Linked DNA regions of Anas platyrhynchos: region 2 is linked to region 1. Evidence: chromatin contacts called from public Hi-C data. All regions are on one chromosome and are shown on one strand. Each heading gives the region's core, a stretch centred on a gene start, on an enhancer-like site or on the middle of the called end of the contact. The rest is flanking DNA. Distances are from core to core; before and after follow the strand shown. Region 1 overlaps CCN4 (cellular communication network factor 4). Region 2 overlaps TG (thyroglobulin).

The links. A called contact is a pair of places that touch in the nucleus more often than the background predicts.
Region 2: a Hi-C map of subcutaneous adipose tissue shows a contact between it and region 1, with 1.9 times the contacts expected there. The contact joins two enhancer-like sites. A contact is called at or near these places in 3 of 8 Hi-C or Micro-C datasets (F1 follicle, skeletal muscle and subcutaneous adipose tissue).

Annotation. Positions count from the first base shown.
Region 1 is chr2:8,007,442-8,012,222 of IASCAAS_PekinDuck_T2T, reverse strand. The region is part of intron 1 of CCN4 (cellular communication network factor 4); the gene reads left to right. Among named protein-coding and RNA genes, the nearest start is that of CCN4, 6.3 kb to the left of the region's middle. Within about 2 kb of position 2,297, at least 2 of the 8 cell types and tissues checked have an H3K27ac peak or open chromatin away from gene starts, as enhancers often do.
Region 2 is chr2:8,196,521-8,201,161 of IASCAAS_PekinDuck_T2T, reverse strand. It overlaps TG (thyroglobulin), which reads left to right. Exons shown (of 48, transcript XM_072034290.1): 6 at 1-107; 7 at 1,599-1,742; 8 at 3,395-3,580. Among named protein-coding and RNA genes, the nearest start is that of TG, 11 kb to the left of the region's middle. Within about 2 kb of position 2,606, at least 1 of the 8 cell types and tissues checked has an H3K27ac peak or open chromatin away from gene starts, as enhancers often do.

The sequences.
Region 1 (4,781 bases), core at 1,048-3,547:
TGAGCTGGGGTTTGTCTGCAGAGTGCTTTGTAAAGGAAGGCTGCAGGATTGCAACACTGGTAATGGTGCATGGCTAATCTTAGGCAGCAGGGGTTCAAGGTTGATATTACTTTTACCTCTCACCTTCCCACCATTCCCTGTTGCTTAACAGAAGCTGCTTACCAAAATGAGTTTGGCTATGATTCTCCTTAGGATGGTCTCTATCCTTCACTTCCCTAAATTGTGGATGACAATTAAAATTACCCTGATTAGAGCAGCTGAAGAGCCATACAAGTGAGCATGCTGTGGCTCAAAGTTGCATCCCTGTGGATATGGCTGGGTGGGCTCTCCCAAAGCTGGTCTTTGATTCAGCAGACCCCCTCACAAATCCCCAGGCATAGCAAAATCATTACTATTTCTGAGGCAACATCTTGAAAGCAGCAATGGATGGTGCTTCAGATGGATCAAAGGTCCAGACCCAAATTATTTTTTAAGATACCCCCTATGTCTGCTTTTATGCATGTTTTTTATAACTTCTCCCATCAAGCCTCCGGGTTTGCTGTGACAGCCATCAGATGCCCGTGTGTGACAGTGTCTTTGCCAAAACTAACCAAAACAGAGAACCAGGGAAAGGGCCTAGCCTCCTTGCTCCCCTCTCACCAGTGCCACTGCCTGTTCGTGTCACATTGTGCAGGTCCTGTACATATTTCCCTCTGCAGCAGCCCTGCGAGTACTCCTCTAGCAGGGCTTCCCTGGGGAAAGCCATTTAATAAAGATAATAGATGTGGGGTTTAGCAAAATCATGCGATTTATATTATTGTGCTGTGTATCTGTCCTGTGAAAGAGTTGCACTTGTTTAGGTTCTTCTGCCTTCCCGAGGTCCAAGGTGCTGGGAAAAGGCACTGGCCAAAATTTCAGAAGTCTTCCACATCCACACGGAACATTTGATTTCTTTCTTCGGAAGCTCTGGCCTCCCATGTTGGGGAGCTAGGAGTTGCTTCAGCAACTTGCCAGTGCTCATCTTACTGAGAGCTGCTCTTTTTGGATGGCCTCAGTGTCCCAGCGGGGTCTTGAGCATTCCTGTCTGGACAGCCTTGGCTCTCATGTGTGAATGGAAATGAAGCTGTTTAAAAAAAAAAAAAAAAAAAGGCAAAGAAATAGTATTATGCATGTGAACATTGGCAGCAGTGACCTGGCAAAAGCTGAACAGCCACGGCTTCAGCTGAAGATACTTTAGGGTATCAAGCCTGTCAGTCGCTCAAACTGGGGACCAGAAAGCAAGATAACTTTTATTATTATTATTATTATTATTATTATTATTATTATTATTATTATTATTATTATTATTATTTTGTTTTGTTTTGTTTTGTTTTTAATTTGAGTTTATCACTAGGAGGGGAAAGTAGGCTTCCTGGATTAAGATGTCCTTCTAAATTACCCTTTTGTTTCTTCCAATATAACTCCATCATCATCAGTCTTAGGACACTTATGTTAAAACAGAATTTACTGTGTTTATTAAGTAAAAACTTTAACTGACAGCTATCAGTTTGATGGTGGTGGGCCCAAACAAACTCTACTCATTTATTTATCTTTCTGTGTTTATAAAGAGGTCATCCCTGGCTCCTTGGTCTGGACTCACAGCACCCAAATTTCCCCATCAGTGCCTCTTCCAAGCTTTGTCCTGCGCAGGAGCTGCTGCCTGCAGAGATGGGTTACTTTCACCTTCCCATTGCTCCATGTTGCCCAGGAGATCACAGAGATTTGATTTTACAGGTGTGTCCCTGGGTCAAGGGTCTTTGAGTCTGCTGCTTTAGCAGCTCTGTGCAGATGTTCTCCAGTGCTGCTCTGGGATTACGAGCTGTGGGTGAGGGTCCTCCTGCAATCTCATTGTCTCTCAGTTCTGGGAGGTACCTCTGTTGGTGCCTCTGTTACTCACTGCCTCTCTTATCCAGTGCATCCATACTGAGCACTTACTTTTTTCCCTTTTGGCTGTTGCTTATTCTGGAATCCTAGGTGGAGCTTCTGGAGTCCTCTTAATCCTTTGTACTTTCCAATATACTTCTGCTGGACTTTGATTTGTAATCCTTGCTTCTGGGCTAGGTGTGGGAAAGCAGAAGGGAGAAAAGGCACCCTCTCTGGGTGCCAACAGATGGCTCTGCTTTATGAGTAACTTCTTGTGGATGGAAAGTAAAGGAGAGCCTTTAGGCTGAAACAGCTGTGAAGAAGATAACATTTAAGCTAAGCTTTGCAGCACAACTTGAGCAATGAATTTCTAATACTTGGGCTGGTAATGCATTCCAGGACTGTGTGGTCATCTCTGTGTTCCTCTTCTCTTTCTCAATAGCTCCCACGTTGTTCTTCTGTTTTATTAGTCTGGGTCTGTCATTCTACTTAACCTAGAAAGCAAATGAGAGATGAGCAAGTTGGAAGGCCAAGTTTCATGAACTCCAGGATGGCTTGTAAGGAGCCCAAGAGGAAATTTGAGAAGTATTTTCAGAAGAAAATGTGGGCTCATGCATCGTCCACAGAGGGCTGTGAGTCAGAGGAGCATACCTGGGTCCTGACATTACTGGACATGTGTTCAGTTAGGACTTTGCTACCATGGATCAGTGCCAGCCCTACAAAAAGACCTTCTCCTAAGAGCTTGCCTTCTTGCATATTTGGAAGGAATTGTAAGAAAAAAAGAACAGCTTGTGCTTGTTGAATGGAGCAGCACTGCAAGGTAGCTTGGTCCAACATTTCATCAATGCTTGGATGAACAGAACTACAATACCTGTTCTGCATTGGTTGTTTTTACACCTTTTTCACAGAGATTAATCAAAATCCTTCTATTTAGTTTATCATCGCTGATATTTAAGGTGAATCTGTTCTTTCCATTCTGATCTTACTGAAATCACCTCCAGTGAAATGCTTCCAAGTGTATATGAAGCCTTGGTTGGATTATTCTCTCTCTAGCACACAATGCTGACTTGACTGAGTTATTAGTGTTAGATATAGAAACATGCAACTACTACATGGAGCACCTGCATATAACCGAAAGAGCATAGCAAAGTCAAGAATAGAAAACGAATTGTGTACAATACCTTAAACAAAACTTGCTGCTGTGCAACCCACATACATTTAACAACTTTGACCAAAACTGTTCTGGATGACATAGGGATTTTTTTCTGTTAGAAGGTAACAATTATTTGAGTTGTGTGTGCACAATATCACTTTCCCCTTTCGAGAACCTACAAATACAACTCAAACTTTAATTTCTGAGTTGTTTAAGAGTTTTGATTCCTTTCTCTGCTCTACCAGCTTTCCAGAGTACCTCCCTCCTTTTATTTCTTGTGTTTTCTTATTGAAGTTTTTCAAGGAACAACAGACAGCAAGAGAGGGTGATTGCTTCTTTCTCTTGATGAAGTTTCTTCATCTCCATAAACTTTTACTTGGCCTGTGATGGTGTCGTGGTTTAACCCGGCCGGCAGCTAAACACCACGCAGCCGTTCGCTCACCCTCCCCCCTCCCTCTCTGGGACGGGGGAGAGAAATGGAGAGTGAAGCCCGTGAGTTGAGATAAAGACAGTTTAATAAGACAGGAAAATAATAATAACAAAAATAATAATAACAATAATAATAATAATGATACAATGGTGATAATACGAAAGTAATAGTATGTACAAACAAGTGATGCACAATGCAATTGCTCACCACCCGCTGACCGATGCCCAGCCTAACCCCGAGCAGTCCGGCCCCCTCCCCCCAGCTAGCCACCCCTATATATTGTTTAGCATGACATCAGATGGTATGGAATACCCCTTTGGCTAGTTTGGGTCACCTGTCCTGGGTCTGTCCCCTCCCAGCTCTTACTGCACCCCCAGCCTGCCCGTTGGCAGGACAGAGCAAAAGGCTGAGATGTCCTTGGCTTAGTATAAGCACTGCTCTGCAACAATTAAAGCATCGGGGTGTTATCAGCACTCTTCTCATCCTAAGCCAAAACACAGCATTCCACCAGCTACTAGGAAGAAAATTAATTCTGTGCTAACTGAAACCAGGACAGATGGGGTAATCATAGTGAAAAGGAGGAAGCATGGTTTCACTGTAAACCTGTTTGGGGCCTTATGGGGACAACACTAAGCACTTGCATCAGTGACCTCTCTGAAGAGATCAGCCTTGCACTGGGCAGACACTCACAGAATCAGAGAATTGTAAAATTGTCTGATTTAGAAAAGACCTTTAAGATCACACTCTGCAAGAAAACTGCTGACTACCCCAAAAAGTGCAGCATTGTCTTAAAGTATCTCCTGATTGTGCTCTGAATACTTGTGTCATTGTCACTGCTAAATGGTGGTCTTAACATTCTCATATTTGTAGTGCTTTGTTTATTTTAATTTTATTTATTTATTTATTTTTAATATATGTTTGTGTTTTTGTTTTTTTTTTTTTGACTTGTGGATCCTCCCTTCTGGGTTTTGAAGTCCACCAAAACATTCCTGGATATGTGTGATAACCAAGGAGCCTAAATCTCACATTTATGATCACCAGATTTTATCTGCTGGGACAGAAGGAACCTTCTGTATTTGGGATGATAAGAAGGCAGAGGTATCAAAATCCATATGGGGAGAATAAAACTCTCTTCCAAATGGCTGGCACATGTACTTGGCTGCCTGCAGGCAACCAAGTCCTCGGTTTTAGCGTAACAGCTGGATTATTTTATCTGTTTAGCAAGGAAGGACCAAACCACAAAAACTGCAGCCAGTGCTGAGAATCTGCAAGTGGATTGCACTATAAAACTCCTTGGTTACATTTTTATGAGGAAAA
Region 2 (4,641 bases), core at 1,357-3,856, 190 kb before region 1:
GCTCCCGGCAGCTTTCCAAACCTTCAGCTCCTTGCGGGAGACATTCCCGGAGGTCTCTGGGTACTGCTACTGCTCGGACAGCCTGGGGAGAGAGCTAGCAGACACTGGTGAGTACCTCCCTGCACCTCACATGTCAACTTCAGCAGCTTTGAACTCCCAAGGAGAAGGACAGGTAAAAAGTGTCAGTGTTTAGCTTCGTTTGGGACTCCAGGTTTATTTCTGCAAGATGTAAGGGCACAGAGCAGCTGATGTGACCAGTGTATGGGAAAGGCTGGTGTGCTCTCATGACACTTGCTCACACAATGTGAACCCCACCCTTCGGAGCAGAGCTCCAGCAGGAGCCGCTGCCTAGGAACTAACCCTGTCCGTTTTGGAATGGTCAATAAGATTTTGGAATGTCCACCTTCTGTCCACCTTTGAAAGCTGAATCCTATTCAATGTCCAATCAGAAAATGCAGGGGAATATAAAGGACCTGGAGGCTGAGCTATTTTCTTCTTGCTTAGGTGGTCATCCTATTCTGGTGGTCCTCCTATTCTGTCGTAGCCTAAGGTTACCTTTCAGGCATGTTAATGGTTGATGGGACATTTTTGGGAAAGGAAAGGAAAGGAAAGGAAAGGAAAGGAAAGGAAAGGAAAGGAAAGGAAAGGAAAGGAAAGGAAAGGAAAGGAAAGGAAAGGAAAGGAAAGGAAAGGAAAGGAAAGGAAAGGAAAGGAAAGGAAAGGAAAGGAAAGGAAAGGAAAGGAAGGGAAGGGAAGGGAAGGGAAAGGAAAGGAAAGGAAAGGAAAGGAAAGGAAAGGAAAGGAAAGGAAAGGAAAGGAAAGGAAAGGAAAGGAAAGGAAAGGAAAGGAAAGGAAAGGAAAGGAAAGGAAAGGAAAGGAAAGGAAAGGAAAGGAAAGGAAAGGAAAGGAAAGGAAAGGAAAGGAAAGGAAAGGAAAGGAAAGGAAAGGAAAGGAAAGGAAAGGACTGTTTTTTTGTTCTTTTTTGTTGTTGCTCCCCAAAAAAGAGGAGGTAGAACACTTCCAGATCCTCTTCCTTAGATACTGCTGCTTAAAAAATAAAGCCAAAAATAAACAAAACAAAACAAAACAAACAAACAAACAAATAGCGTGGGAAAAATGCAGAGCATGATGGCTTAAAATTTACATGGTAGATGAGAACTTTTGTATTTAGTTCCTAAGAGAAATTCTCCAAAAATCTGTGTGCTCAGAGGAATGACTGCACTTTTCATTTACTTGTTATACAAACAAAATGGTTAGGAATTGGTCTTTGGAAACACTAGGCAGTGATATAATTGCACAGTATCAATGGCACTACTGCAAACTGAACCTAACGCAACCACAGCCCAGTGCTGGGTTACTGGATGCTCCTTCTGCTCATTTTGGTGCATGTCAAAGTGCAAAGCCAATGACAGGGGGCACTCAGCAGCAGGGTTTATGGTACAGGGCATTTGGGTTATGTGGTATAAGTTCACACTTGGGCCAGTTTAGAGGACTTGGTTTTCTTTTTCAAGGTAGGTTTCCAATTCCACTCCTCTGGTGCAAAGAAGATGACTTCTGTCTTAAAATCAGACTCTGGGCTAAAAGTCTCTCTTTCTCAGGCTTGGAGCTGCTGCTTGATGAAGTTTACGACACAATTTTCTCAGCACTGGAGCCTGCCCGCACGTTCACAGAGACCAGCATTTATCGGATCCTGCAGAGGAGGTTTCTGGGTGTGCAGCTGGCTACCTCTGGCCGGTTCAGATGTAAGTAGCACCCAGGTGATTCCCTGCAAATGGAATGATAATTTCAGATCTTTATGACAGCTGCTATTGTGGAGAGTTGTTTTAATAGTCTCCTGTACTAAAAGCTTATAATATCGCAGTTTTGGTGCAAGAATTAAGGTCCCTCCATTGCAGCTGACTTTTAGTCTTTGGGCTGTAGACTTTTAGCAGCAGAGTGTACCTATCCTCCGATGAAAACTTCCCATGCACTTGAGGTTTGTGTTAGTTGAAAGCCTGTGAATTCTCTCTATCTTTTGCTTTGAGATTCTGGAGATGGATCTGATGATTTATTGTATTAAAAGCCTGAGAAAATGCTCCCTAATTTCCGACAGTAGTCAGAAATAAGAAGGATCTTACATTGGCCACAGCCCATTCCATCCCCAGGAGACTATACAAGAGGTTGTAGTGCCTGAGCCAGCAAGGCTGAACTCCTGGATCTGCCCTTGGGTCTGTTCCCTCCCTGATGAGGGCAGGAAAATGGGATGTGTTTCTCAGCCTATGGGCAATGAACTCTGCAGGACAGTAGGTAAGGTGTTTCCTTCTCATACGCCAGAGATTAGGAGAATTGGCTAGGGAAGTTTGTTGTGATTCTTCATTCTCCTATCCAAACTCTGACGTTGGTATCTGACCCTTGCAGAGGAGCTACGTCACCAGAGATATTAAGCAGATACCAATGCAAGTCTTCCAGTCACACAGGTCACACAGTTTCTCTGTTTCTGGGAAGAGCTGATCGTTTTAGGGGGGTCTGGAAAGCATCTTTCCCTTCCCACTGCACAGTGCTGTGAAACAGGCTCTGACTGCAAATAGAGGCAGTGTCTGTCAGCAGAGATGAAGCTTTAACAGCCACAAGATGGAGACACGATCACGCTCCTTAGCCACTGGCAGTGACTGGGGTGAGTTACCCATCACCTGAAGCCATGCATGCTAGGTGCTAAGGGTTTCTGATGCAATGCTCTTGCTGCCCCCGTCTCTTGGCTGAATGAAGCTGGAATGCTGTGGAAGGTGAGAAAAATTTAGGCTGTGGGACTGTAGGTTATATAAACAGGGAAAACTTCTGTCACAAGGGTTGAATCTAATATGGGAGAAGTCATAGCTCAGAAAATTTGCATTGTGGAGTTTTAGATTCTTCATCAGTTCTGGCCAGTTTGACAGGAATGGGGTCTTATGTTCCTCGCTGAAGGATGCCAAAGAAATTTGTGGTCCCAGACCAAATCTCTGCAGCCAGATGTGGAGCCTTTTGCAGGAGCAACACCTCTTCTCACCAGAAACACTGTATCACATTTCTCTGTTGGTCACTTTTGCATTTCCATTAAGGACCAGAGCTCACCTAGCCGCTGGAACAGCTCATTGAGTCAGAAACTCTGTTTATCGCTACCCATGGCTACAGCTGAAAAATGAGTTTAGGTTTATTTTCTTTTCAGTTTTCAGAAACAAGTACCTACAGAAGAAAACCATGGGACCACTTCCCTTAGGTGAAAGAGGATGGAGAATTTTAACCTTGGGCTGGTGCTTGAAGTTTCAGGAAATTAAACCTTTTTTTTTTTTTTTTTCTTCCAGGTTTCTCAAAAATAGGCAAATGATGGGATCAAGTGGAGATGGCTCTGAAACTTTTCCCTCCTGTTTTTTTTTTCCAGGCCCCTCAAAATGTGAGGTTGAGCGATATGCAGCCGTGCGCTACCAGCATGCCTACGTGCCGTCCTGTGACCCTGATGGGGGCTACACACCAGTGCAGTGTCAGCAGGGAGGGCAGTGCTGGTGTGTGGACACCAAAGGGAGAGAGGTCCAGGGCACCAAGAGACGAGGACAGCCTCCAGCCTGCGGTATGTGTTAAGTAAAAGGGAAAAATGCTGGCAAATACCACTGCCTTGTACATTCATGTACACTTCCAGTTCAAGCCAGGTCCTTTCACCTTCCCTCTCCAAACCCTTCATCTGCCGTGGGAATTTTGTCTTTGGTAAACAAACAAATCCTAAAGGACCAGGATCCAAAAGCCTCTGTGGAGTTAAAAACCACATTTGAATAAAATATTAAATATAAAAAAAATAAATATTATATTAATTTCCTTTATAATCTGCCTTTAGCCTTTCAGTTTTTCAGGTGGTGAGGCTTTCCTTTGCAGCCATAATATTTATGTCTTGATTCCAGGAGCTGGGCATCAATTCACAATACCTGGGATAATGTAAGAAAGCTGGTGATGGAGTTTTGGGGTTTTTACCACCTTCTTCTGCTGAAATGCAGAAGAAGCCAAGCTTCAAAGATGTCCTCTCTCTCATCCTGAATGTTTTTTTCCCCTGCATTTCTTTCAGTGCATACTTGGTAGAAAACAATTCAGGGAAGGTGTCTGGGTTTGCACTTTGAGAGAGCTTTCATTAAGTAAACACCATCAGATCTGTGCCCCAAATGGAAATGACAGCAGAAATGTCAAAGGGCCAGAGGGGAGGAGGAAAGTTTAAAAACTTTGACTCCAAAGTGCACTACCTAAATATTCAGGATTGCACTGGAGGGCTGGGGCATGAGGTCTTAAGGAAAGATGCCTTCAGGGGAGTTCATTTTTCTGTCTACAAGACACAGTTGTACCATGCAGATAAAGAAGGGAGGAATCTACCCTGGGTGTCATGGTTCCAAGTCACTCAGTGTGCCCCAGGCACAGACAAGCTTACTGAATGAAAAAGTTTGCATGACTCCAAGGCTGATCACCAAGCGATATTGAAAGTGAGCTTCTGGAAGGCCTCACCCTGTGTTGGGACTGGTTGTTTTTTTGTGGGTGCTTTTCTGAGCCTTCCTGATAATTTTTTGGGAGGTGTGACATGAGGCTGCTTGCAGCTTTTATTGGCAGACTCAGGAAATTTAAGCAGGGAAAATTTCTGTGGGGGTTTTGCAG